Linked DNA regions of Mus musculus: regions 1, 2, 4, 5, 6 and 7 are each linked to region 3. Evidence: chromatin contacts called from public ChIA-PET, HiChIP or PLAC-seq and promoter capture Hi-C data. All regions are on one chromosome and are shown on one strand. The core of a region is the stretch at or near the end of the contact, and the rest is flanking DNA. Distances in the headings are between cores, read along the strand shown.

Region 1 (3,731 bases), core at 299-2,798, 940 kb after region 3:
CAGCTCTGACTCTGCCAACCAGGCTCCAGGCCCTCTATGATGGCTGGATCCCTTTCAGTCACTTTGCATATAATGACACACCTCCGCACTGCCTTCTGTTTACAAACGCTGTGACACAACACCCACTTGTTAAAAGGAAATTATTTGCTCAGAAAAGATTCTCTCAGTAGTATGTCTGACCCCCCAACCAAGCAATAAAAATGATTGGAAGAAGGCAAATAAAAGATTGGGGGGGGGGGTTACAGAGGAAAGTGTTCATTAAATGGGGACTAAATGGCCTGGCAGCCTGGGCAAAGGTTCAAGAGTCAGTCACTGCCACTAATGACAAAATGCCCACTGCAACTTACAGAACTCTCTGTGGCAATGTGAGGTCGTACACTTGGAAAAGGATCTTGCAGTTTTTCACAAAACAAAATATCCACTGGCTATAAAACTCGGCAGTATATTCCTGAGAGCTACCCTAAGGGAATGCTGGCCAGACGACATCCACAGCCTGTTACTCATAGCAGCTCCAAACCAAAACAACACAACAACCCATTAACACGTGATGGAAAACTGGTACCTGCTTCCTGGGAAATCTCTGACACACTGGTGAACATGATAGCAGCAACAACACAGCTGATGACAGGTGGAAGCGAAGAAACCAGATACGAAAAGGTAAATACTGTGTAGTTCTTAAGAAATAGGATGTTCTTAGGAAAAGCTGTTTAGTCAATAGCGCTAAAAGTCAGGGAGCATAGCTACTTCAAAAGGAAGAAATCAATTGGAAGGGAGCCCACGGAGATCTCCATTTAGCTGTAAAATGCTTCCTTGTTGGTCTGTCCCCCGCCTCTCCCCCACCCCCAGCCCCCGCCACGCACACAGACACACATTTTGTACAGGTTTGAAGTTACAGCCTTCAAGCATTCCACTGAGGTACTCAAACTTTAATGTCTGTGTGGTGGTCTCATAGATGTGGACATCAAATTTGCACGGTAATTAACAGAATATGATTCTGTGAACATCCATGGTCGGCAAGCTTTCCTAATACTGTACTTCTAGAGAAACACTGGCTCCTGGGTAGCTAGCTCCCTAGGGACCTCATATTTCTGGCTTTCTTTGGGAGGGGTGGCTTTTCACCCAGTCCCAAACATGCCTAGGGGTAATCTCTCAATATCAGCTACAGCTGCCCGAGTGGGTGGGCTGCATAGCTCCAGCCCGCACGATTCCAGCAGAGAGTAGGTTTGCCTGTCAACACCTTGCATTTGACGTTATCTATTGCCTCAGGCTTGCAGTGAGGCTAATGCCTAATATTAAATGGCTGTCGCGGGGAGGATCTAAATTACCCCATAGGTCATTGCGTGTTTTGCATATGGGTCCGTGTGGGTCCTAAAAGTCATTCTGGGGCATTCGGGAGGACAATCGGCGCCCTGGATGGACCAGCACATCATTGTTGAAGCCGCGAGCGAAACGGGCAGCGCGGTCTCTTTAAGAGACGCCAGGAATGTATCCAAACAGACAGTGCGCGCAGCGCACGTGACTCACAGCTGATTTCCGGCCCCGCCCCCTTCTCCGGCCCGCGCCGCCGAAGAGTCAGTTCGCTGCGGCCCGCGGTCCCCAGTGTCGGCGCGCGCGATGGCGCACGCTACCCCGCCGAGCGCACTGGAGCAGGGCGGCCCCATCCGCGTGGAGCACGACCGCCAACGCCGCCAGTTCTCCGTGCGCCTCAACGGTACCGAGCTGCCTTTGTTTGCGCGCGCGCGGGCGGGACGGGGCGGGACCTGCGGGCGGACGGACAGATGGATCCCGGGGCGGGAGGGCTCCCGAACCCCCCGACTGGCACCGCCGGAGCGCGTCTGCCCGGGCAGCCCGCACCTGCTAGCGCAGCCGGCCTCCGACATCGCGGACGGAGGGCTGCCACCCTGGGTCCCAGAGAGCAGGTCACTGGTGGCCTGCCACCCCCACCCCCCGGGTGTTCGGTTGCTTCCTGCCGCCGTGGAGGAGCCTGCAGGGGCCTGGGGCATAACCTAGGGAATATGTGGCCTGGAGGAGGAGGCGGGTAGGTGATTCTGAGACTTTGGCCAGTTTGTCTAGTCAATGTGTGCATCGGTCTCCCGGAATCTGCAATGGGGATAGCTGGAGTGCAAACCGCTTTGGATGAGATGCTGTGGCAGTAAAAGTTCAGAATGACACATTTGGTGCACAGCAAGTGCTGATAAACATAGATAAATGGCTACTTTTCAACAGATAGAGAAGTCAAAGCCTCATCTGTAGCGTTTGTACCAGCAGACCGACACTCCTCCCATTGATTCTAGGGCTGGAAAAGATTGTGGAATATGGGACCTTGAGCTCTCTGTAGCCCACTCCTCCCAGCTGGGCCCTCTGGGGAGACCCGACTTAGCCACTGCCCATATTATTTTGATTGGAAGGATGCACCACTTGAGTGTGGTCGGCCAGTAGGTAGGTTGTAAGCAGTCAAGCATACGCAGCCTATCCTGACTTCCTGAGCCAACCTTCTGTGACCTGCACTTGGAGGCCAGGTCTCCCGTTTGTGCCACCTAACCACCGTGGGGGCAGCTATCACTTCCTGTGTTGTGACATACCGCCCCACTTACAGATGAGTAAACTGAGGCTGGGAGTGCAGGAAATGGGACCTGCCCAGCTTTAACAAGACCAGAGGCATATTCAAATCAGGGCCCAGCTGCCCCTTGCCCTATTCTTTCCGTAGAGAAACAAGTCCTGCTGTCATGCTGATGGTAGCTCAGCTGACTGTGACACTTGGCCCTGATCCCTTGAGAGGCCTTATCTGAGGGTTTGTTTGTTTTTTGTTTCTTTTTTCTTCAGATCCTCTTTTCTGAAGTTTTCTTAGTTCCAGTGAGGCTTTTAGTTCCTGGGGACTGTGGAGGCACATCAGATCCATAAAGAGAAAGGCAGAAGCCTTAGGCTTCTCTCTCTTTCTTTCTTTCTTTCTTTCTTTCTTTCTTTCTTTCTTTCTTTCTTTCTTTCTTTCTTTCTTTCTTTCTCTCTCTCTTTCTTTTCCAAATGGGTCCAGTCAAAAGGACAGTACTCTTGAGAGCTGGCTATGAACAAATGATATCCTTAAACTTAACCGTTCTGCAATCTGCTGCCCCGTTGACAGAGAGACAGAATTGCTAGAGGCGGGCAACCTCGCCTCGGCTCCTCCTGTACAGCCTGGGCCAACAGTTTACTGAGTACCTACTATTTACCCAGGACTTGTAGGGCTGCCAGTCTAAAGAAGGAGATGGGTCTCAGATGAATTGCATAATATCTCATAAAACCAAGGCCTTGGGAGGCGTGGTCAGGCAGAAGGAAGGGTCTATTGGGGCAGAGCCACTGTTTGGCATTAAGTTCCAAGCAGGTGGTATTTAAGTAGAGACCTGAAAGAGACAAGAAACAGCTGTAGCTGTGAAGAAAGGCACTGTGTGAAAGAAACCTTTGAGAGCAAAGGCCCTGCAGTACCCATTGTGTGTTTCAGAGCAGCCAGGAGTGGTGCAGGCATAGAAGAGCGTGACAGGTAGGATAAGGCTAAGAGGTCAAGGAGGCAAATAATATAGGAACCAGAAATGTGAGCTTGGGTGTGGCTTCAACCTTCAGTGCTGTGGGGTCCTGAAATGCCTTGTAAAGAGGACAGATGCCATGGACCAGGAACCCTAAGGCTGTGCTGATGGGAAGCGCACTGTGGGGTATGACAGTGGGGAGCTGGGTGCTGCACAAGTCCAAGCAGTGTGATC
Region 2 (3,682 bases), core at 235-2,734, 750 kb before region 3:
TTGCAAAATCAATGGCTGCCCTCCCACCCTGGCTTTTCTCTTTTGGATTTCTTTGTAGCCCTGGCTCACTACTGTAGACGAGGCTGGCCTGAACTCTGCCTGCCTCTTCTCAAGAAAGCTACAGTTCTTAACACATCCTAGACCTAAAAGGGAAGTATTTTTCAAATTACTAAAATACATTTACAACTAGCCAAACCAGCCCAACTGGGTTCAATTGTAAGACCACATTAACTGAAAATTTTAAGACCCAAGTTAATGGACTAGAAGGTCTAAGTTCTTAGAAGACCAGGTTTGACTGCCAGCACTAATTGTGGCTCACAACCACCTAAGTCCGGTGCCATTTTTTTCTAGCATCAAGACAGCAAACACACACAAAAATGGCTCTATAGGGGGCTGGAGATGGCTCTGTGGTTAAGAGCACCGACTGCTCTTCGGAAGGTCCGGAGTTCAAATCCCAGCAACCACATGGTGGCTCACAACCATCCGTAATGAGATCTGATGCCCTCTTCTGGTGCATCTGAAAACAGCTACAGCGTACTTAGATATGATAAATCTTAAAAAAAAAATGGCTCTACAGTAAGAGCTGTGCACTGTTGCCTTACTTAACCACCCCCATCAGCTACAACCAGTATTGAGTACAGGCAAAACTGATGCTCATACATGAACACTCTAGCTCAAATCAAAACGGTCTAAAATCCCAAGCTGAAAGCTTACCTCATGGGAGGCCACAGCTGTTGGCAATCTTCCACTCTTAAATCCCCAACCTAGAAGTACAGCAGTTGTTAAAAGTCCAGCCCAAGTTAAACCTAAACCCCAGCCACCGGTGTGGGCTTGACTGCAGTCAGCCAGGAGCAGTTATCGTCAGTTATCGACTCTGACGGCACTTCCTACTTAGTCATCTCATCACAGCAGTCAAGCTTTCTGCTGTCCTCCAACTAGTAGTTCCAGCCACTAAATGGAGACACGTCTTAAATTTATGTATGTGCCCACATGGGCCAGGGTATGTTGGGAGTCCCTGGAGCGAAAGCTACACAGCCTCTTGTCTATGAACCCCACCTGATACTCCAGAAACCCTTACCTCATGGTGGGATGATACTGCTCCTATTCCACGTTGTCAACGTCCCGTCTGAAAGGTTAGAAGAGTAAGAGTCATGAGGGGCAATTAGAACACTTGTGTTCAGCACTGGGTCGCCGAGGCTTAAACGACTGCAGTCAGCTAACTAGGGATGTCGTCAGTTGTCGCATCGGACGGCACTTCCTTTTTTTTCTAGTTTCATCATCATTGCAGCCGACACCCCGCCCACGCGCGGCGCCCCGCGATGCAGACCTCGACTTACCAGGCTCCCCTAGATCTGTGCAGCGCACAAGGCGGAGCTGAGAGGCTGGGCCCGGGCTCAGCATCGCTCCAGACCGTCACCAGCAGGCCACGGCGAAGGGACCAGCTCAACGAGCGAGAAGAGCACGATCCCATGATGGCCGCAGAGAAAGACGGCGCGTGAGCGCCCTCCTCTTAAGGGCTAGGAATAGACCACTCCTCACCCCAGGGAGGTGAGGGCGGCAAAGGCTCACGGGAACTTCCAGCGGCCCGCCTCGCGACCCAGGCCTCCCCCGTTCTGTTGAGCGAGTGGTCTCCCCCGCCCCGGGGGATTCTGGGTAGCGAAGAGCGCGCGAGCTCCAGCGCGCCTGCGTGTTGGGTTAAGCGCGGACTCGACATCCTTTCCGCGGTTTTCCGTCCTCGTTGTCTTCCCTGACTTATTAGTCCTTTGTGAACGTGTGTAGTGTGTGAAATGTGTAGTCAGACCTGACAGTGCAGGCCTGTAATCGTAATCGATTAGGAACCCGACGCAAGAATTCGAGTCCAGCCTGGGCAATTTAATGAGCCCCTGTCTCTATTTTAAATTTAAAAAAAAAAAAAAAAAAGCGGGCCTATATAATCTAACTGGGTGGTGGAGAGCCTGGCTCATCTACGCTAACACACACGAAACCGCGTTCAAAGACAAACGCTGTTACAAAAGTGTAATGATTGGGGCCGTTCTGCACCCCATTATTTTTACAACATATCCACGGAGTCTCTCAAGGCCCTATGCAGACGGCCCTCATCACATTCCTTAGAGAACTGTAGAATCAAGAAGAGCTCTTGATCCATTTCCATTGCCCCCTGCTCTTTCCACTTCTGACTGGAGAGACTTGCATCGGGCATAGGTAATAGAAAACTGCTAATGCTATGCCTTCAGTATATGAGTATGTTTGATTTTCTCAAGGGTTGGGGATGCAGTGTTTCCCTAGCAAACATGAAGTTCTGAGCTCCATCCCCAGCACCTCATAAACTGGACATTGTGACAAACTCCCAAGCTCTGGGTATGTGGAGGCAGCAGAATCAGAAGTTCAAGGTCATCTTCAGCTATGAGGTCAGCCTGGGATATGTGAACCTGAAGACTAGAGTAGGGTTCTTGTGAGTTCAAGACCAGCCTGGCCTACGGAATGAAATCCTGTCTCAAAACACCTCAGTGCAAAATCTGTTGAGCTAGTATATATGATATGCTGGGTTCTACCCAGCAACACACACATAAGTGCTTGCATGCACTTCTTATGCAAATAGGCTGAGGAGGCAACTCATTTTGACAGAACTAGACAGGTGGTCATGAGACTGCAATCTTGGTGGTCTGAGGAATAAACAGAATTTTGATGGAGGGAGGGAAGTCCAGGCCAAAACATTCTTAAAGGGAATAAGATAATTTCCCTTGGAGCCAAATATGCTTGACCATGGCCAGGAACACAAGATTCATGGGTCCCCAAATACCATGTTCTATATTGGAAGTGTCTTGGGTTTTTGTTTGCTTGGTTGGTTGGTTGGTTTTGGTTTGGTGCCGTTTTCGAGACAGGTGCTGTTTTCTGTGTAGCACTGGCGGTCCTGGAACTTGCTCTGTAGACTAGGCTGATCTTGAACCTGGAGATCTGCCTGCCTCTGCCTCTCGAGTGCTGGGATTACAGGCATGTGCCACCACCATTGCCTAACTTGTTACAGAACAAGGAAAGTCATTTGGTGGGGACCTCAATTGGCAAGTTACAGTAAAGATGAGGACTCTGTTGTAGGTTTCAGGTGCTGCCCAATGATGTTTTTAGCTTTTGAATGTGTGGAAATTAGTGGCCTGTCAAGAATAGTAATATAAGGTTTTCATAGTCACAAGGATGTTAACTCGGGGGCAAGGGATATGGATGGCTTCAAAGGGACCAAAAATAGTCCAAAATAATTTAGCTCTGGTTTGAACACTAATTTCAATCTTGAGTCATTTGGCCTTGAATCTTTAACAGAGGTGCAGCTCTCCCTTGCCCTCCCCCTTCTGGGAGTTTCAAGTTGCAGAAACATCTAGCAAACGCCAAGTCAAAGAGCCAAATATGAAGCCCTTCAGGCTTTGTGAATAATTAAGAAAAAGTACTAAGGACTTTTCATCAAACTCCCCTGAAAACAAAAGGAGTACAGGGTTGGGTGGGTCTGGAACTCATGGGCAAAAAAACAAAAAAAGAGCACAAGGCCGAGGATACTGCTCTCAGACCCAAAGAGTTCAGAGGTGGGCTTGCTTGTCTTATGTCAAGAAGGTCCTCTGGCTTTCCTGCAAAGAGTGGTAAAGAGAAGTGGGAAGCTGAAGCCCAGGTGAGTGAGAGCAACGATCCAGAGCTTCCA
Region 3 (3,794 bases), core at 199-2,698:
ACAATTTTTACTTTACTGCTATGGTTTGGATGGTTTGAATGTGTTCCTCAAAGTTTCCTGTGGTGGATGCTTGGTCCTCCGTGTGGCAAGAAGTAAGTTGAATTGAGAGACTGTGATACGGGTTCTTTCAAAAGTGAGTTGTTATACAGTCGTAACACTGGTCCCTTCTCAGTCTCTGGTTTCTTTGCCCTGTGATCTCTTTCTGTCCCATAGTCCCTTGTGAAGCCTTTTTTCATGAGCTCCTTGTCAGAGCTGGTGCTTTGCTGTTTGGGGTGTCAGCCTCCAAAACTGTGAGCTGCATAAATCTCATTTCTTTATAAGGTGCCAAGCCTGGGGCATTTTGTTCTAGCAATGGAAAATGGACTTACTGAGTCTGTGGTATTCTTTTTTTAGGAAAAGAAAATGGACTAGAGACATTGCTTTCAGATTCCTGACCTGTCTCAAAGCTGAAGGTTTTTAGGGCTTCTACCTGTTTGTCAAGATGAGTTCCAGAGGGCTGGCTGGAGATACGGCTCAGTGGTTAAGAGCACTGGCTAGTCTTCCAGAGGACTCAGGTTTGATTCCTAGTACCTACATTGTGGCTCATAGCTATCTGTAATTGCAGTTTCAGATCGACACCCTGGTCTGGCCTCTGCAGGCACTAGGTGCACTCGTGGTGCACATATATGCAGGCAAAACACCCATACACATAAAAGTAAAATCAGAGGGGGGAGGGGAGGAGGAGGAAGAAGAGAGGAGAGAGAGACAGAGACAGAGAGGGAGAGGTGAGAGAAGTGAGAGAGGTGAGAGGAGTTGTTTCAGGGGCAGGCGATGAAATTGACAGCAACATCCCCAAACCTGAACACACACTTAGGTATGGGGTCACACATATTGTTTACCATGGCTTTGTAATGCTTTCTTGAGCAAAAGTTGACTATCATTTTTCACCTAAACAATCCGAGGAAAAAAAAAAGCCCGAGGCAAACTGGTAGTTGACTGGTGTGATGAAGCGCCTCCTTAGAAAGGAGGTTCTGAGCCTCCCTCAGAAGTCTAGAGACCCCCAGAAGGCGCAGGTTCCAGTCAGACCCTATCCCTTAGGTGGGTTGTCTAGCAGTTTGCGGTCTGGATTTGAAAGGCAGCTCCCGGAGTTTTTGTCTCCAGTGTCTGCACCGCCTCAGCGACTCCCGGGGCCGGAGTTCAAGATCCGCCTCTTAGAGGGTGGCTTCAGGTCAGGGCGTGGCGGGCTCTAGCTAGCCGCGGGCGCCGAGCCGAGCGGAGCCGAGCCCGCCGCCCGTTCCTAAGCAGCCGCGGCCTCCTCCCCACACCCCTGCTCGCCAACTCGCTCCAGTGACTGCAGACTCGCCCCGGTGCCTGGCGCCGCGTCCCGGGGTGCGCACTCCTTTTCTCGGCGGAGGGAGCAGGACTGGGGCGCATCGTCCTACAAGACGCGCTGACGTCGCACAGGGCCGGTAGTCGGCGCGGAGCGGCCGGCGCGCGCGCGTGCGTTGGGCGCTCCCGCGAAGCAGGCAGAAGCCGCCACCGCGGCTGTGCGGGTTCCAGGGCGGCGGCCGCTACACAGCAGCGCCGCGGGCGCAACAAGCGGAGGCAGCCGCACCTGCGGGGATGGCGCGGCCCCGGCCCTGCACCGCTGTCAGGCGCGCGGGTAGCTCCGGGTACGCCCAGTGACGGCGGCGGTGCCCTCGGCCGGGCAGTGCCCAGGCCGCTTGGCTAGAGCCCCGCGGCCGACGGCGGCCCGGGCCATGAGAAGCGACCGGGCCCAGGCCTCGCTGACCCCGGCTCCGCGCGGCGGCCCGTCCCGTTTCCGCTCCGGCCTCTCGGCATGAGTGTCCATCCGGGCCCGGGGCCGTGGCTGCCCCTGTCCCGCCGCCCGCGGGCGTGCTTGGGGCCCTCGGGCCCGCGGTGCTGATCCCGGTTCTCCGCCACGCCTGCCCACCCTAGCGCTCTATGTCCCGGGGGCGCGGCCATGGAGGTGGTGGGCGACTTCGAGTACTGCAAGCGGGACCTCGTGGGACACGGGGCCTTCGCTGTGGTCTTCCGGGGGCGGCACCGCCAGGTGAGCGCCGCCGGCCCGTTGTCTGGTGCGAAACTGGGGAGCCAGCGCCCCGGTCCTGGCCGCTGGGCAGGGCTCCCCGGGCCTGCCTGCCTTTGTGCTTGCTGTCACTGTCGCAGGGTTTGTTTTGGAGGCCAGAGCCGCTAGGCTGAGCTCCACCTACCGACGGGCGCAGAGCCACTGATGTTCTTCCCTGACAGTGTGCTGGGTAACCGAGGTGCGCCCGGGGACTTGCTGCTCAGAGAAGCCACTGGTCCCGAAGCGACTAGGACTCCAGTGTTTGCACAGTGTAATGTGCTTGTCCATACTATGGGTCGGTGGACCTTTGTCCCTTCTCCCTGCCCCGGGCTTTCCGGAGCTTGTCACCTTTACCGTGGATAATTGCACACCCAGCGGAAAACGGGCGCGTTTCCCGTTAGTCTGAAGCTTTCTCAGACTATCACGTTCCTCTGTGTCTGGGGGAGCTTTGTAGTATCCCTCCCCTTTTTGAGTTAGAGGAAATAAGTGACAAAGGTAGTTGGACCCTAACCTAATAATACAACGTAGATGCAAGTTCAAACCTCAGTTGTTTGGGTTTTTTTTTTTGTTGTTTCTTTGTTTTTTCCAAGCCACTGTTTCGCAAATAGGTCACACGAGGTTATAGAATCTAAAGAATTTGAGAAGGCACATTGAGACTGGAAGTAATTAAAAAAAAAAAAAAAAGCTTTGGTTATTCTGTTTGTTTCAAGAGTGCCTATTAAAAAGGTACTGTCGTCTATGTCTTATTCATTATGAAATAACTTAAAAGTCAAGGAAAAAAAATAAGAGCAGTGTAATCCAGCCAGGATAACTTCATTAAACTCTATCACTTCCCAAGTTTATTTATCCATAACTCCTATGTGACTGTAAACTTTTTTCAACTGATCCTATATGGTCTTTGTATTTACAACTTTTAATGACTAGTGCTGTAGGACATTGCTATGTATTGTGTTGTTTATGAAATCAGTTTTTTAGTTTGAGATTTGAGGTCTTTGCCATGTTTCCCCACTACCACATATACATTGAGTGGCTAAAAATAAATTTACAGCTTTTATTATTGAGTTGTTTCTATGTTATAATTTTCAGGCATAACACTGTTTTTTTCCTTTTTAGAAAACTGATTGGGAGGTGGCTATTAAAAGTATTAATAAAAAGAACTTGTCAAAATCACAAATTCTGCTTGGAAAGGAAATAAAAATCTTAAAGGTATGCTATTTTAGAATACCTATCACAGTCTGAGTTAAAAGTTACCCTGAGTTAAAAGAGCATGTTATAACATCCTTTGAAGTTTGGTAGTTGGATTAAAGTTTGATAATTTTTAGTTGCTGTTCATTTTGCATGTGTTTTGTTTTTGTTGCTGTTTTGAGTTACAGAGTATTCTGAAGCTATTTTCAAAGATTTGTTTGTTTACTTTGAGATAGGGTCTTGTCTTGCTATGTGACCTTGGTTGACTTGAAACTCACTGTGTAGTTCAGGCTGGCCCCAAATTCAGAGATTTGCCAGCCTCTGCCTCTGGAGTGCTAGAAAAGCACAGATAGCCTTGGCTGTCCTGGAACTCACTCAAAGATCTGCCTACCTTTGTCTCCGGAGTCCTGGAATCAAAGGTGTGTACCACCACCACTGCCAAGCTGGAAAAATTTATTTTTATGCATGTGTGGAAATATGCACACGAGTACAGTGCCCAATGAAGGCATTTGCAACCCCTGGAGATGGGTATAGGTGCTCG
Region 4 (3,696 bases), core at 642-3,141, 700 kb before region 3:
AATAGCCACCCCTCAGACGGAGGACCAGGTGCAGGGTCGACTCTTTCTGGATGTTGTAATCAGAGAGAGTGCGGCCATCTTCTAGCTGCTTGCCGGCAAAGATCAGCCTCTGCTGGTCAGGGGGGATGCCCTCTTTATCCTGGATCTTGGCCTTCACATTCTCGATGGTGTCACTGGGCTCCACCTCCAAGGTGATGGTCTTGCCGGTCAGGGTCTTCACGAAGATCTGCATGCCACCTCTCAGGCGAAGGACCAGGTGCAGGGTTGACTCCTTCTGGATGTTGTAATCAGAGAGGGTGCGGCCATCTTCCAGCTGCTTGCCGGCAAAGATCAGCCTCTGCTGGTCAGGGGGGATGCCCTCTTTATCCTGGATCTTGGCCTTCACGTTCTCGATGGTGTCACTGGGCTCCACCTCCAGGGTGATGGTCTTGCCAGTCAGGGTCTTCACGAAGATCTGCATGCCACCCCTCAGACGGAGGACCAGGTGCAGGGTTGACTCTTTCTGGATGTTGTAATCAGAGAGGGTGCGGCCATCTTCCAGCTGCTTGCCGGCAAAGATCAGCCTCTGCTGGTCAGGGGGGATGCCCTCTTTATCCTGGATCTTGGCCTTCACGTTCTCGATGGTGTCACTGGGCTCCACCTCCAGGGTGATGGTCTTGCCGGTCAGGGTCTTCACGAAGATCTGCATGCCACCTCTCAGGCGAAGGACCAGGTGCAGGGTTGACTCCTTCTGGATGTTGTAATCAGAGAGGGTGCGGCCATCTTCCAGCTGCTTGCCGGCAAAGATCAGCCTCTGCTGGTCAGGGGGGATGCCCTCTTTATCCTGGATCTTGGCCTTCACGTTCTCGATGGTGTCACTGGGCTCCACCTCTAGGGTGATGGTCTTGCCGGTCAGGGTCTTCACGAAGATCTGCATTTTGACCTTGAATTTAAAAGGTAAAAATTTAAAAGCCTACTAAAATCTTCGATTCCCTACAAAATACTTCTACTCAAAACTCCTCCCCTTTTTGTCATAACATAAAACCTGTTTTGTCATGGTTTCAAACTGCTAAACCTTTCCAAAACACTAAACTGGCATTTGGAACATTCATCAACTGCGGGGCATCCAAGTTCGCTAACAATAGACATGATAAATTGAAAATAAAAAATATCCAGACCAGAAGCCATCGATAAAAATTCAAGTAATAAACAATGCCCGAGTGAGAAGTACCTCTTTTCTGCCTCCCCCCACTGAAATAACCACGATGGACTCTCCATCGGTTAAGCGTCCGTTAAGCTCCCTGGCGCGCGCGCCAGGGCCGCCCCCGCTCCGCGCACGCGACCAAGGCCCACTCTTCCCGGAAGGCCCGTTGCCGCGTCACGTCACCTCGCTCCCCTCCCCCACCCCAAGAAAAAAAAGGCCCGCTTAGCACCACGTAAGCCCCCTCTCTAAATCCTCCCATGATTCAAACGCCGTAGACAAATACCTGTTAACAAATGTGATGAAAGCACAAACCGCCCAGCGCGTCGAAACACCCTCACAGAAAGACCGCCGAACCGGACAAAGCCTCTCGTCACTGAGCTCAGTGGCCGCGCGAGCCGCTATTTATGCAGCGTCTGTTGCGTGACTGCTCACTCCTACGTAGCTGTTGTCTTCCTGCGCCACCGAAAGTAGTTCCGCGGGCCCCCACCTCCCCCAGACCAATTAGGCGTTTTTGCCGAGCTCCCGATTCTTCAGAACCAAAGAAAAGAGTACTACCAAACGAGAGACACTGTATTCCCGGCGTCTCGTCTCCTCTCGTGCAAAAAATTGAAAAAATCATCACGCGGATGAATCCAAGTTAAAGGGCCCTCCCTCGAAAGCTCTGGAAACCTCCTTGCGGCGCCAGCGCTGATTGGTGAGGAGTCAAAGATGAGGCCGACGCTGATTGGTGGAGGTCGCGGGCCGCTCGATTGTTGCTGGGCTCGGTTCTCGGGCAGTTTAACGTCGACGTTGCTAAGTAACCGAGTGCGCATGTGCGGGCGCTCGCCTTAGCGAAATACTGATGTTTCCTGCTTGAGGTGGGGGAGGGGCGTCTTCTCTTCCCGCGTCCGGAACCCCGCGTCCCGAGTTCCCCGTGGTTCTCTCGCACCCATCGCTCGGCGGCTTTACGCCACAGGGTGAATTGCGACCTCACCCTGCTCCCCCTGGCTGGACTCTAGCTTCGCCCAGGCCCCCTCCAGTATGAGCATTGATGCTTCCGTAGCCAGTGTTTTTAGTTGTTTTGTCTTGTGGCTTAGCCGCCCACGGGCCCAGATGTGGGTGGGAGTGGGGTGGCTGCCGGGCTGGAAGCTGAGGATTTAGCCAGAGACCCAGCCCAGAGCCCGGCCGGACTTACAGATTCTCTCCCTCCCCAGCAATCTACAAACAAAGGAAGGAAAGAGGAGAAATGCCTATTAGACTCAGTACCCGGGGTTCACCCACCTCTCCCATTGGGATGTCTATTGTGCAAAGGAAGGGAAGGGGCCCGTTAATCCTAGAACCTCAACCTCAGGACTAGGTTCTGAGGTTTTGGGTGTGGTTGCTTTTCCCTCATCGAGATCAACAAGGAAGGAGCAGAACTGCTCGGATTGCTTTGTCATGCGGAGTCACGAGGATGGCCATGTAAACAGTTTTGTTTGCATAGGCTACCGGCTTCCGTACAGTAAGAAGTCTAGCTACGCTAACAGATTAAACTTCACTCTGTAAAGGTTTACGAGTTATTACCATATTACTGAAGGAAACGTTAGGAACATAGCTGGTTTGCCTAGCATGAACCAAAAGCTCCAGTTTGATTCCCCAGCCCAAAGTCTGCTTTCTAGAATAAAGAGCAGGTAGAATTTTATTTGAAGTGAATTGAAATTCAGAAAATGTCTCCTTTGCATAGTATTTTATTTTTATTAGGAAGCATGAGTCGGACCTTGTTTCAACAAGCAGAGTATGTCTGAGTCAGACATTTTGAGGCACAGACTCAGCCAGAGTGCTGATCTTATGATTGATGCGATGACTTCATTGGGGTAAGTTCCAGCAATTGCCAGACGGGTTATTGCTTCCTAGTTTGTTTTGTTTTCAAAGTAGATCGTTTGGTGACTTCAACCCAGTAATAATATTTCAAAAGAATGGCATCTGGACAAGATAGATTTTTTTTTCCGTAGCATAGTTTTTGTTGCTTGTGCTGTGTTCACCCCTAGCCCCACCCCTTGGAGACTGGCCATCACTCTGTAGCCCTGGTTGGCCTGGGATGACTATGTAAATCAAGAGCTCACAAGAGATTCTCTTGGTTCTGTCTTCCGAGTGTTGGAATTAAAGACACGGACCATCGTGCCCAGCATGATGTAAACAGATTTTTTTAAAAAGTATTTTATATCTGAGTGTTTTCCTTGTATGTATGTCTATATAGTACCTGTGTATCTGGTACCTGAGGAGCTCAGGAGGGTACCAGATACCCTAGAACTATACAGACTGCTGAGTACTTGTGTGGCTGCTTGGGAATCGAGCAGCTAGTGCTCTTAACTGCTCCAGCCCTCTATAAACAGATTTAAAAAAAAAAAAAGACAGTATAAATTTTGAGATTAGAAGTTTATTGAGTTAGTTCAACAATGTTTCTCCAATTAAAAAGGAACTGTTTTCCATTTTTGTTCACAATAGAAAAAAAAATTGTGTCATCTTTAGGCCCTAAAACACATGAATACACCTGT
Region 5 (3,840 bases), core at 478-2,977, 680 kb after region 3:
TTGCTGTTTTGTTTTGTCCCACCTGTGTTGGATTGCAGTAAAATAGCCAGCAGTGGGATAAGAATACCTGAACAGCATCACATGTAAGCCAAGGGCTTCCCAAGACAATGACTGTACTTGAAAGGTTTTGTGTGTGTGTGTGAGTGAGTATGTTCCCTCACAATATGCCCTGAGTGACTCATTCACACACAGAAGTCCTTTAGTAAGCCAAAACCCTCATGCTCAAGTCCTAACTATAAAATGATGTAATATTTGCCTCTAACCTATATGGTCTGTATGCATCTTACCAGCTTCCCCACCCCACCCCTTCCTCTTTTTACTATGAGTCTCACTATTTGCTCTGGCTGACCACAAACTCCGGGCTCAAATGATCCTCCTGCCTCAACCTGAGTAGCTCCCAAAATATTCATATACACAGACACACCAACCCCCACCCACCCCCTTCTCTATGCTGTAACTCCTCTCTGGGTGATACTCAAATGCCAACTAAGATAGCATGCTAAGCCATATCTAAGCCTGAATACGACCATCACTGCTCTAAGACCAAGCTGGTACTCATTGGACAAGCCACAACTGCAATTGCTCCTCGGAACCATGACATCAAAATGCCTGTCGGCAATTTTTCTCGGCTGTCTTGTCTGCTAGCTGCTGTTACTGCAGTACACCGATGAACTCTCTACTTCTTCTGCCTTTTCTGTCTTGGAGAATTATTTCACTGCTCCACATCATGGGTACCTGTCTGCCTGAGTTTGACACCTAGCTGTTATCCTGTTTAAGGTATAACAGGAGAGAGGTGTCTATTTACTCGGTATATACAATTTGTAGGGCAGAAGATCAATATTTTCTCTTCTGAGTTGGTTTGCTGCACATCTGTGTAACCCTCAGATAGGAGAGCTAAATGCATCATAGCTCTATACTGTTCCTACTTAATAATAGAGTGTAATGTGGCTAGTACAAATTGAATTGCTATACCAAACCTGTATAACACGATATTTCAAAGCCAATGTAAAAATTTGACTTGATATTCTGTCTTTATTTGACTGCTTGTTAAAATTAATTTTATCTTTCTTGGTGCAAAATATTGTACAAAATGTAGCCACTAAAAAAATTCGTATACCAGTTGGCATTCTAGTTCAATAGGATAACGCTGAATAATATCCTAGGGAAGGGAAGATCTGTATTCTTGCCACGCCCAATCTCCAGCTGTGGCATTGCGGTACCCAACACAGTCGCCAAGATGGCAGTCTCTGCAGAAACGCCCACACTAGGAACTCCAAGGACCAACAAACAGAACCTAGAAACCCTCCTTTCAGAGAACTCGCAGACGCAGGCCCTACCCTGCCCCACCCCTCCGTCGCCCCGCCTCTTTGCGGCAGAGCTCAGGCCGGTGCAAACCGGTTCAGTGGCCTGACTGACACTCAGTTTTACCCAATCCTCAGCACGCCCCGCCTTCCAAGGAGAGACTCGAAACGTCAAATCGCTGGCGTCTCCGGAGGCGGTTCGAAAGCCTATAATAGGCGCAGACCGTGTCTTAGACCGGCAAACCACCAATGGTGTGACGCGAGGGCGGGACCCTGTTGACCCAACCCGAGGCCTTCGGCTTTTCTCTGGAGCCAGCGGGCGAGAGGAGGGCTGATAGGCGGGGTCTAGAGCAGCGGAGCCTGCGCACTAAGGCCGCCGGCCTGGGTGACGTTATCCTTTCCCGCGGACAGCTCCGCCCTGTCCCGCCCAGCCTCGCCCCGCCCTCCTCGAAGTCAGAGGGTGCTGCGCGTGCGGTGGGTGCTGCTGTAGCCTGCCTGAGTTCTCAACGCGGTCTTTGTCCCCCAGCTTTGTTCTCGCCGCCCTGGCGTCGTCCTCGCCCCCGTCGCCGCCTGCCCCGCGCGCCCGGGCCTTGCCCGCCATGGTGGCCAGGCCGGAGCCTGAGGTCGAGGCCATGGACGCTGAGCTGGCGGTACCGCCGCCTGGCTGCTCGCACCTGGGCAGCTTCAAGGTGGACAACTGGAAGCAAAACCTGCGGGCCATCTACCAGTGCTTCGTGTGGAGCGGAACTGCCGAGGCTCGCAAGCGCAAGGTGAGCCCAAGGCTTGCGCCGCTCTGCGGGCTGGGAAGCGGGGAGTGTAGGTGGGAGAGGGAGAGGGGAAGCCTGGTAGTCGTGGGGAGGGAGCCTGGCCTTGCGGGGAGGGCGTGAGGGGAAGCCTTGCCGTGAGGGGGTGGGGCCGAGGAATGGGCAAGGCGAAGCCTCGCGGTGCAGGGAAGGGGCTAGAGGAAGCATCCCGGTGCAGGAAGGGGGACTAAGGAGAACCTCGCAACGTGGGGAGGGGGCTAGAGGAAGCGTCGTGGTGCAGGGAGGGGGCTAGAGGAAGCATCACGGTGCTGGGAGGGGTCCAGGGACCACCTAGTGGACGCTGTTGGGAGTGTGGCGGTGGAACCCACGATGGGAGGGGGAGGGGTATCTGAGTAGGAGGAGGAAGATCTGTCTGGACATTCCATTGAGGAGTATTTGTCTGTAAAGGTAGTGGTGGGGGCCTGGGGTCTGCAGGGTAGTTCCGTGGATAACAGCTCGTTCCCGGGGCTGAGACCCTTCGCGGACACCTGAGGCTGGCAGGGCCTCCGCGCACTCGAGTTGAGAAGCGAGATTTTTAGGACGTAGGAGGTGATTGACAACCGCAGCCTTCGAGAGTGGCTATTTTGTTGTTTTGGGTCCTGTAAATCTCAGCAACTATGATGATTTTATTAGTGATTTGGAGATGGGAAAACATTATTTTCTAATTTAAAAAAAACTTCATAATTACAATTTGATTTTGAAGGTGAAAAGTGGAATAGAAAATTTTGATTGTTTCTATCTTGAGTAGCATTTTATAACGGGAGAACTGACAAATCTGCTGGGTGTTTCATGTTAAGCATCAAACTCTCCCTCTTTAGTTTCTCGAGGCAGGACTTCTCTCTATAGCCCTTGGCGTTCTTTTCTTTTTTCTTTTTTCTTTTCTTTTTGGTTTTTCGAGACAGGGTTTCTCTGTGTAGCCCTGGCTGGCTTCGAACTCAGAAATCCGCCTACCTCTGCCTCCCGAGTGCTGGGATTAAAGGCGTGCGCCACCACGCCCGGCTGCCTTTGGCAGTTCTTAAACTCGATTTGTAGATAGCTGGCCTCTAACTCACACAGATCCACAGGCCTCTGCTTCCAGAACGATGGGATTAAAGGTGAATGCAAACCACACCCCCCCCCACTCCCACCCCGGCCTAAATTCCCCCTTTTTAAATCAATCGTGGCCATAATATAAGTCTTTGAGGGCGTTAAAGGCTTATGTTCTGTAAGAGTCTTTTAGGATTGGAGCAAGAGTTTTGGTAATAGAAGCATATGATAAAAAAATTACTAGAGTTGTCTTACTTTGTATTTTGAGACAGGAGCCTTTCTCTGTGGTCCAGACTTAACCACCCAGTCTTCCTGTCTCAGCCTCGTGAGAACTAGGATCACAGCAGTAAACGGTCACTGATCCATTCTGTTGCTTCTTGGATTGAGATGTGCTATAAAGTCATTTTTACATTGGGATTAAATGGAGGAATCTTCCCCTTTCTCTTTCCTTGTTTTGCTTTCTTCATCTCCCCAGACTCTTAGTTTTGTATAGCACTACACAAGGAAATGAAAAGTTTCCTTTTTAATTAGGGCTGCTCAGCTCAATGTTTAAATCTCCACCGTGCTACAAGTTCTTTGTTAAGTGATCTTCACAGCCAAGAGTTGGGACACCAGGACAACACTCAGAAATTGTGTTGTTTTGGTGGACTAAATTAGGAAATGAAGGCAGATAGCTATGCTCTGAAGGTGCCCAAACTTAAGGTTGTGAA
Region 6 (3,845 bases), core at 617-3,116, 620 kb before region 3:
CTTCTTAATTATAATTTCCTGGCAGTAGTTGCATGTATGGTTTGTGTTTAACTTTCTTGACCAAAGCTCTTTGACTTGTAGTGTGGGGATAATGACTAATTCACACAGTTTCCTGGAAGGTTACTTAACATACATTAAAGCACTCAATTAAGCAGGGTTTGCTCTTTCTGCCTTTTATTTTTGTTTGGCTGGCCTGAAACTTATTATGATCAATTAATTTTAAAATGTATTTAGATGAAAAAGGTCCAAATTTCTATCCCTACAAAATGAGGGGATACAGTTCTGTCGACGCACTGTCCTGGAATAATGGAGTTACACTGACTACTTAAGACAATAACAATTCAATAAAGACTTCCACATATACTATTGGAGGATTAACAGGAAATAGTGACGTGACCAACATATTGAATGCAGCAAAGATGACTACTCATTCTCAGCCGTCCAGCACTAGTTATTAGGAAAATGCAAATCAAGCCCAAAATAGAATATTGCTTCATACCAACTAGGATGGGTGGAATTCCAAAATGTAAAGCTGTGAGCGTTGATGAGGATGTTGAACAAGTGGGGACCACAGCACTTTGTTGGTGGGAACACAGAATGGTACAGCTGTTATGTGCCAACTATCAAATTTATTTATCTGTTTATTTATTTATTTATTTATTTACTTACTTACTTACTGGGTTTTTGAGACAGGGTCTCACTATGTAGCCCTGGCTGGCCTAGAACTTGCTATGAAGACCAGGCTAGGTCCACCTGCCTCTGCTGGGATTAAAGTCATGTACCACCATGCCTAGCCTACTCAGAAATTTAAACACTATCACAATGTGACTCAACAGTTACCTTCACAAGAACATCCTTAGAAGAATTAGACACTGGTATGCCAATAGGTACTTCTATGTCTTAAATTTATCGAGTCCTTGGTCACAGCAGTCAGGGTAGATTAAAGCCAACTGCAGCATCAACAGAGGACCAAGGAAAACAATGACACATACACAGAACAAAAACATTACTCAGCTACAAAAACAAACCAAGTGGGGCTGGGATATGGCTCAGTGGTAGAGGGCTTGCCTAGCATATGTAAGGCCCTGGGTTCAATCTCCAGTACCATCACTCCTGCCTTGCCCACAAAATGGGAAGAAAGTAGATGGGTATGGTGGCATAGGCCATAATCCTGGTACTCTGGGAGCTAAGACAGGAGGATTGTGAATGTGAGGCCATCCTGGGTCATGTAAGAGTTTGAGGCCAGTCTGCTATAGATAGTGAGATACTGATTCTAACAAAACAAAGTTCTGAAACATTCTACTGTCAATATTGATGAGCTTAAAAATATTAAGGTAATAAAAGCCATATATAAAATAACACTGACCGCATGGTTCTATTTATATGAGGCACCTAAACAAGCAAAGCCACGGAAACAAAGTAGAATCTTAGTCACAGAGCTAGAGGAAGGAAGGGATGGGGGGTTATTGCTTAATGGGTTACAGGGTTTCTCTCTGGAGTGATGAAATCTGAGTGATGGTTACATAATCTTGAGAAGGTACCTTAAGAATGTTCAAAATAAGCCAGGCATGGTGGCGCATGCCTTTAATCCGAGCACTCGGGAGGCAGAGGCAGGTGGATTTCTGAGTTCGAGGCCAGCCTGGTCTACAGAGTGAGTTCCAGGACAACCAGGGCTATACAGAAAAACCCTGTCTTGAAAAACAAACAAATAAACAAACAAACAAAGTTCAAAGTAGTAAATCTTATAGATATTTATGACACAAATGAAAGAAACCTTAAAAACAAAAACCAGAGTTTCACTCTATAAAACTCTTCCAGGGGTCATGTGATACAGCTCAGCAGATAAAAGGATTCAATGACCAGCCAGATGATCTGAGTTTAGTCACCAAGACTTAGGGTGGAAGGAGAGAACTGAGTCCATATGGCATGCACAGGCCCATACATATACATACATCCATACACACACATATATCCATACACATACATACATACACACATACATAATGCATACATTCATACATGCACTACATTATTAAATGTGATAAAACTTAAAAAAAATTGGGGCTGGAGAGATGGCTCAGAGGTTAAGAGCACTGACTGTTCTTCCAGAGGTCCTGAGTTCAATTCCCAGCAACCACATGGTGGCTCACAACCATCTGTAATGGGATTGGATGCCCTCTTCTGGTGTGTCTGAAGACAGCTACAGTGTACTCATAAAATAAATAAATACAACTTAAAAAAATTCTTTAAAAAAATCTAATTATGAGTTATTATGAAATATAAATTATACCTTTAAATTTGGTAGAACATTACTAAAATTTTTTTTTAAAATATGTGTGTGTGTGTGTGTGTGTATGTGTGTGTGTGTGTATTTATACATGTGAATCCATGCCTGAAGAGGGTGTTAGATTTCAATGAACTGGAGTTACAGTAGTTTTCGGTCACCTGACACAGGTCCAGAATAGAACTCAGGTCCTTTGAAAGAAAAGCAAATGTTCTTAGTCGTTGAACCATTTCTCCAGCCCCTGAAACAATAGTAAAGGATCTTTTAAGGGGGACCCCCCCAAGTACACATCTAAATCAGGCCATACTTGTAAGTGGTGTCGTTTTTCACTATTTCCAAAAGGTTGGACTATATTTGTATTTTTATTCACAGAAATACTAATGTTGTTAGTTTCTTTGACCTGTAACTCATAGGTGGTCATTAACAAAGCCCAACACACCAAGGAGCTGTCTTTTTCTCATGACCATAGGCATATGTGTCCTAGATGGAACACGGAGCCTGAATGAGAACAGTGTCTGCTCACTGAGGTGAAGGTATAAAGTGTTTCCAGTCCTAAGTTCAAGGTGCCTGACCTGTAGTTGGCCACATCCATTCTACACTTCTGACACGGGAATGATGCTAGCATTTTGTTTTCCTACCCCTGAATCTTTAAGGTTCACAGGTAATGTTTGTCACTGTAGAATCTCACTTTGATCTCTGAAATGATCTCCTCTTCAACTACCATTTCTTTTATAGCTTTCCATCGTTTAATCAAACCTTCCGGTTTTACACTTACAAGTCTGGCACAGTTGGTTAGAGTTCTTAGCTAGCAAGCATGACTCCCTGGGGTTAATACCCAGGACTTGGGAGGTAAAGACAGAAGGATAAGAAGCTTAGGGTTATCTTCAGCTACACAGTGAGTTTGAGGCTAGCCCCGGTTAGATGAGACCTTGTAGCAACACAAAAACAAACAAGCACACACCTACCGCACCGACACAAAAGAAAATCACCTTTCCCAGGTCTAACTCAGCTGGGGATGTAGCTCAGTAGCAAAACCAAAGCAAAACAAAACAACAAACACTCCGAGTAAGTAAATAACCAGCAAGACAGCAATATTCTCTTTAAAAACTTATATTTGTGTGTGTATGTGTGCGCGCACATGTCATGCATGCACGAATGCATGTCGCAGCATGCATTCAGAGTATTGAAGAAAACTTTTGGGAGCTGGTTATTTCCTTCCACCATTTAGATCTTGGCGATCTAAACTCAGGTGTCAGGCTTGGTTACTGGTGTTTACCTGCTGGACCATTTTACCAGCCCAATATTTCTTTCTGAGACAGGTATTACTTATGTTGCCCAGACTGGCCCTGAACTCCTGGCTTCAAGTAATCTCTCTTTTTTCAGCCCTCCAAGTAGCTAGAACTCTAGGCATGTATCATCAGGTCCAGCTAACACCATCATTTTCTTTTCCTTCCCTTTTCCCTTCCTCTTCCTCTTCCTCTTCCTCTTCTCTTCTCTTCTCTTCTCTTCTCTTCTCTTCTCTTCTCTCCCTCCCTTCTTCCCTTCCTCACTCTTTCTGTCT
Region 7 (3,960 bases), core at 387-2,886, 640 kb before region 3:
GTGAGTTCCAGGAGAGCCAGGGCTACACAGAGAAACCCTGTCTCAGGGGAAAAAAAAAAAGAATTACCTAACCTACATTCACCTCCCTTACCAAAGGACTAGCAGTTCTACAGCTTCACCACCAGGGGGGCGATTTCTCTATCCTTGTGAACTTGAAAGTGAGGATCCACCCAAGACGTGGAATGTTAGTGTGTACACCAGAAAGAGCCCCCAGCCCCTAAACCTTTGCTTGTCACATAAAGAATAACTCATGTGAAAGAGGAATAGGAATATGAAAAGAAATTGAATTTTCACAACAAGGCAATAAAGTGGGAGGGCCTCCAAATGACAAGCTCCCAATAGATTGGAGCCTTGAGATAACCAAGTCTCAGCTTCCCAGAAAGCAGAGCCTACACTGAAGCCACCTCACTGTCACCTGGAGACAAGGACTGTGGAAGGCACAGAGGGAGGGATAGTGAGCCATAGAGGGAGGGAAGCTGGGAAGGAGGGTGGTTTTATTGATTTGATACATGGCTTATTAGATCCCATGGGTGTCTAAAAAGCTGTATGTACAGTACCTCCACACAGAGGGCAGGTTGTAGCCTGTTAGCTCTTCAGACTTCAAGGTGAGCTTACTTGGGTGCCCCAGGACTGAGATGTCATAGAAGCCCTGAGCTAGAAAGCAGGTGGTAGACTGAGCCTGAGCCATGGGCTTGTCAGACAACAGTGAGTATCTGGAGATAAGGGTGCCCGGGACCCCAAAACATCAGGGCAAGACTCAGAACAAATTCAGTGTTCACTTAGCTAACATGGACCAAGTACACACTTCTGTATCATACCCAAGGCAATAGCCAAACATGGATATAGGTCACTCTTTATGCTTAGGGCTGAGTGGAGCTGAGGTTTGGGATCTTGCAGGATGAAGGAATTTCCCAGGGAAAGGAGAGCCAAGAGGTCAGGGATTCCAAGCCAAGGAGGCAGTATGATGAGCTGGCGGCATGAGCAGCTAGCTGGCAGTGGTTGCTGAAGCGCACCGGCAGCTGGTGGAGCTGAGAGTGTCGCAGGCCTCTGAGGAGGACAAGGAGGTGGAGGTGGAGGAGGAGGAGGAGGAGGAGGAGGAGGAAGAGGAGGAGGAGGAGGAGGAGGATGGCCACCATCCAGGGGAGCAGAGGAAGACTGTGGCCAGGCCTTGTGTTTGACAAGCCCTTGAGAGCGGGAAGAGGGTGGACTTAGCAAACAGTGTTAGTGCTACAGGAAAATGCTCCCAGCTCCCGGCTCCACCCGGGACTGCTGTGTTCAGTAAACAAGCTCGCCTCAGCCTGTGACGCTTGCTTTTCTAATAGTGAAATATCCTCAAACTCTGACCTTCACACATTCTAGTGACTCGTCCTTACTGGTACTTTTACAGTCCCTCAGCAGTGCCATGCAAACACTCTGGAGAATCTGTGGTGCAGGAGACTCCTCCAGTCAGTACGTCTGAGAAGGGAGGCCCCTGGGCTCCACTAGCAAGAGGAGGTTTGCTTTGTCTTCTCTCAGACACAGCCTCTGCAGAAGCGACCAGGACCGGTGCTGCTGCAGAGCTCCAGCAGAGCTCCAGCAGGGTTAGGTAACGACTTAGCTCCCTGAGAACCAAGTCCTACTTTTGCACACTGCACTCTGAACTCTCATACAGATGGAAGTGGTTCAGACACCCTTATTTGGTCTTGTGGCTTGTTTAGCACAGTGCTGGCAGAATCTGCTGCCCCTCCTCCACCCACTTCAGGCACATTTCTAAACTTAATTACTTCCTTTGTCATCTAAAGTGGGTAAAGGTCAGTAGGGTTCAGTGTAACGGCTTTGGCAGGCCCAGGGCCTGGAAGCTTAGTTGGAGCCCAGCAGTTGGCCCGTCCTCACCAAGGGCTCATTTAGGGAGGCAGGGGCTGTCTCCCCATGCTGAGGCCATCCTGCAGCGTTCCTGCTGGAGCACAGGAGGACCAGGGAAGACAAGGGAAATGGATCTAAGCTAAAAGGTTGGACCCAACAGTTGAAAGCAGGGTTCAGTAACTTCTGTGGAGTAAGGGCAGTGGTTCTCAATTTGTGGGTCTCATCCCCTTTGGCGTTGAAGATGAGATATTGTGCATATCAGATATCTATGATTCTTTGTTGTTGTTTTCTTGAGACAGGGTTTCTCTATGAAGCCTTGGCTGTCCCAGAACTCACTCGGTAGACCAGGGTAGCCTTGAACTCACAAAAAATCTGCCTGCCTCTGCCTCCTGAGCACTATGATCAGAGTGTGTGCTACCACCACCTGACTAATTTGCATATTTCTAATGGCTAGTTATACATGTTTCTTAGCATTGCATGATAAATAACAGTGGCAAAGTTACAGTTGAAATAGCAACAAAATAATGTTCTGGTTGGGGTCCCCACACATGAGGAACTGTATTAAAGGGTCTCAGCATCAGGAAGGTGGAGAACCATGGCTCTAGAGTGAGACAAACCTAGAGGGGAAATAAAACAATGGAAAGAAGGACGAGGAGAAGGAAGAACATGCCCTGAGAGCGGAACAGTCAGCACCTTGATTAAATGTCCCAACAGACCCCTTTCTGCACAGGGCTTCCCTCTCCCAAGTGGAATCATAAAATGGCCTTTTCTTTTAGCCTTCGATGCAAAATGAGCCAGGAAATCACAAGTGTAGGTACTTGTAGGAAATATTTCCTTAATACTGTCCGCAGGTCACAGGGCCTTGTCCTTGCAGGTATGCTGAAGCTTCTACAGGCTGACGCAGGAGGGTTTATGACCACTTACCTTCTTCCAAGACACTAAAACAGAGGAAGAGCTGGGCGCGGTGGCCCACGCCTTTAATCCCAGCACTTAGGAGGCAGAGGCAGGTGAATTTCTGAGTTCAAGGCCAGCCTGGTCTACACAGAGAAATCCTGTCTAGAAAAAAACAAAAAACAAAAAAAACAAAGACAAAAAACAAAAACCAAAAACAGAGGAAGAAAAGGCCTGCTGGATACATGGGTTGTACCAATTAGTAGTTAGTTCAGCCTGGAACACTGGGGCCCTGTTTCTGTCTGTTCTACATACCTGTAAGTACTGCTGCTGCTTGTAGACTGGAGACCCTTGTGTGCTTTATGAAAGATGCCCAAACTCCTGTGGAGTCCTGTAGACCAGGCTGGCCTCATACTTGGAGATCCACCTGTCTCTGTCTCCCAAGTCCTGGGATTAAAGGCATGTGCCACCACTTTTTCTTTGGCATTTTGTAAAAGGTACCCAGAGGTTGCTGAGGCATTGTGAATCACAGTGCTGTACAGAAATCAGTAGTCTGTGCTTCTCCTTCTCAAAGACATCCTTCATATTGTTGCAACAAAGCTTGCAGCACTCTTATAGGAAATTTTACTTCATAGTTTGCCAGTGTGTTGTTTAGTGTGGTGTTGAGAACAGGCTGCAATCTGCTCTACGCTATTCCACAGTATATAAAACAGTGTTTTTTCTGGCCATGCTTTGTCCTAAGAGACTCCAACTTACAAGTAACTTTAGACTCAATTTTAAGGAAGGGGGATGAGAGCAGCCCCTGGGTGCACTAGCCAACCACTCTCTGTTAGGTTGAACCCATATAGCACAGGCTGCTAAGTATCTCTGGGAGAAGAAAGGAAGCCACCTTGGCCTGAGAGATGGGTCAGTGATTTAGAATATTGGCTGCTCTTTCAGAGGACCAGAGAGGTGTATTCCAAGCACTGACAAGGTGGTTCAAAACCCTTTATAACTCTAGTCCCAAGGGATCCCACATCCTCTTCTGCCCTCCACAGGAACTGCTTACAGGTGGTACACGGACATACATGCAGGCAAAACACCCATGTATATATTAAAACAAAACAAAACAAAAAGACCCCAAAACAAACAACAAAGAAACAAACAATTTAAAGGATACAAGGAAAGAATCCTCACTTGTTAAGTTTTAGTATTGAATACAAGATGGACTTTTTTTTATTTTATTTT

Evidence for each region. Promoter capture Hi-C pulls out the DNA fragments that hold promoters and counts their contacts. ChIA-PET counts read pairs in DNA pulled down with a chosen protein or histone mark. HiChIP or PLAC-seq counts read pairs in DNA pulled down with a chosen protein or histone mark.
Region 1: a promoter capture Hi-C map of hematopoietic stem and progenitor cells shows a contact between it and region 3, with 2.6 times the contacts expected there. The contact joins the promoter of Natd1 here to the promoter of Ulk2 in region 3. A contact is called at or near these places in 3 of 39 promoter capture datasets (cranial neural crest, hematopoietic stem and progenitor cells and liver).
Region 2: a promoter capture Hi-C map of pre-B cells shows a contact between it and region 3, with 2.8 times the contacts expected there. The contact joins the promoter of 2410006H16Rik here to the promoter of Ulk2 in region 3. A contact is called at or near these places in 8 of 39 promoter capture datasets (the HPC-7 cell line, the SN4741 cell line, cranial neural crest and 4 more) and 5 of 115 datasets of contacts at active chromatin or transcription factors (astrocytes, bone marrow-derived macrophages, embryonic forebrain and 2 more).
Region 4: a contact with region 3 is called in an RNA polymerase II ChIA-PET map of memory CD8 T cells, with 67 read pairs. The contact joins the promoter of Ubb here to the promoter of Ulk2 in region 3. A contact is called at or near these places in 2 of 39 promoter capture datasets (liver and pre-B cells), 10 of 115 datasets of contacts at active chromatin or transcription factors (the 230-238 cell line, astrocytes, bone marrow-derived macrophages and 7 more) and 2 of 9 other capture datasets (adipose tissue and macrophages).
Region 5: an RNA polymerase II ChIA-PET map of memory CD8 T cells shows a contact between it and region 3, with 7 read pairs. The contact joins the promoter of Usp22 here to the promoter of Ulk2 in region 3. A contact is called at or near these places in 4 of 115 datasets of contacts at active chromatin or transcription factors (embryonic forebrain, embryonic stem cells, large pre-B cells and 1 more).
Region 6: an H3K4me3 HiChIP or PLAC-seq map of bone marrow-derived macrophages shows a contact between it and region 3, with 3 times the contacts expected there. The contact joins the enhancer-like site here to the promoter of Ulk2 in region 3. A contact is called at or near these places in 4 of 39 promoter capture datasets (cranial neural crest, hippocampal neurons, liver and 1 more), 2 of 115 datasets of contacts at active chromatin or transcription factors (bone marrow-derived macrophages and memory CD8 T cells) and 1 of 9 other capture datasets (adipose tissue).
Region 7: a promoter capture Hi-C map of liver shows a contact between it and region 3, with 3 times the contacts expected there. The contact joins the enhancer-like site here to the promoter of Ulk2 in region 3. A contact is called at or near these places in 4 of 39 promoter capture datasets (the C10 cell line, hippocampal neurons and liver) and 4 of 115 datasets of contacts at active chromatin or transcription factors (astrocytes, bone marrow-derived macrophages, cardiomyocytes and 1 more).

The regions. Positions count from the first base shown.
Region 1 is chr11:60,911,609-60,915,339 of GRCm38.p6, reverse strand. Natd1 (N-acetyltransferase domain containing 1) reads left to right here and starts at 1,548. Exons shown (of 3, transcript NM_025294.5): 1 at 1,548-1,711. The coding sequence starts at 1,615.
Region 2 is chr11:62,600,679-62,604,360 of GRCm38.p6, reverse strand. It overlaps 2410006H16Rik (RIKEN cDNA 2410006H16 gene), which reads right to left and starts at 1,484. Exons shown (of 5, transcript NR_030738.1): 1 at 1,338-1,484; 2 at 1,079-1,126; 3 at 715-764. Snord49b (small nucleolar RNA, C/D box 49B) reads right to left here and starts at 1,275; the gene lies at 1,213-1,275. It overlaps Snord49a (small nucleolar RNA, C/D box 49A), which reads right to left and starts at 901; the gene lies at 840-901.
Region 3 is chr11:61,852,746-61,856,539 of GRCm38.p6, reverse strand. Ulk2 (unc-51 like kinase 2) reads left to right here and starts at 1,448. Exons shown (of 27, transcript NM_013881.4): 1 at 1,448-2,053; 2 at 3,182-3,274. The coding sequence starts at 1,964.
Region 4 is chr11:62,549,366-62,553,061 of GRCm38.p6, reverse strand. It overlaps Ubb (ubiquitin B), which reads right to left and starts at 1,891. Exons shown (of 2, transcript NM_011664.4): 1 at 1,467-1,891; 2 at 1-922. The coding sequence starts at 916.
Region 5 is chr11:61,172,946-61,176,785 of GRCm38.p6, reverse strand. It overlaps Usp22 (ubiquitin specific peptidase 22), which reads left to right and starts at 1,727. Exons shown (of 13, transcript NM_001004143.4): 1 at 1,727-2,071. The coding sequence starts at 1,901.
Region 6 is chr11:62,468,287-62,472,131 of GRCm38.p6, reverse strand. All of the region lies in intron 1 of Pigl (phosphatidylinositol glycan anchor biosynthesis, class L), which reads right to left. Among named protein-coding and RNA genes, the nearest start is that of Pigl, 12 kb to the right of the region's middle. Within about 2 kb of position 1,866, at least 27 of the 459 cell types and tissues checked have an H3K27ac peak or open chromatin away from gene starts, as enhancers often do. A contact at or near this core is called in adipose tissue and bone marrow-derived macrophages, where this site is marked.
Region 7 is chr11:62,492,692-62,496,651 of GRCm38.p6, reverse strand. All of the region lies in intron 2 of Pigl (phosphatidylinositol glycan anchor biosynthesis, class L), which reads right to left. Among named protein-coding and RNA genes, the nearest start is that of Pigl, 36 kb to the right of the region's middle. Within about 2 kb of position 1,636, at least 274 of the 459 cell types and tissues checked have an H3K27ac peak or open chromatin away from gene starts, as enhancers often do. A contact at or near this core is called in astrocytes, bone marrow-derived macrophages, cardiomyocytes and 2 more, where this site is marked.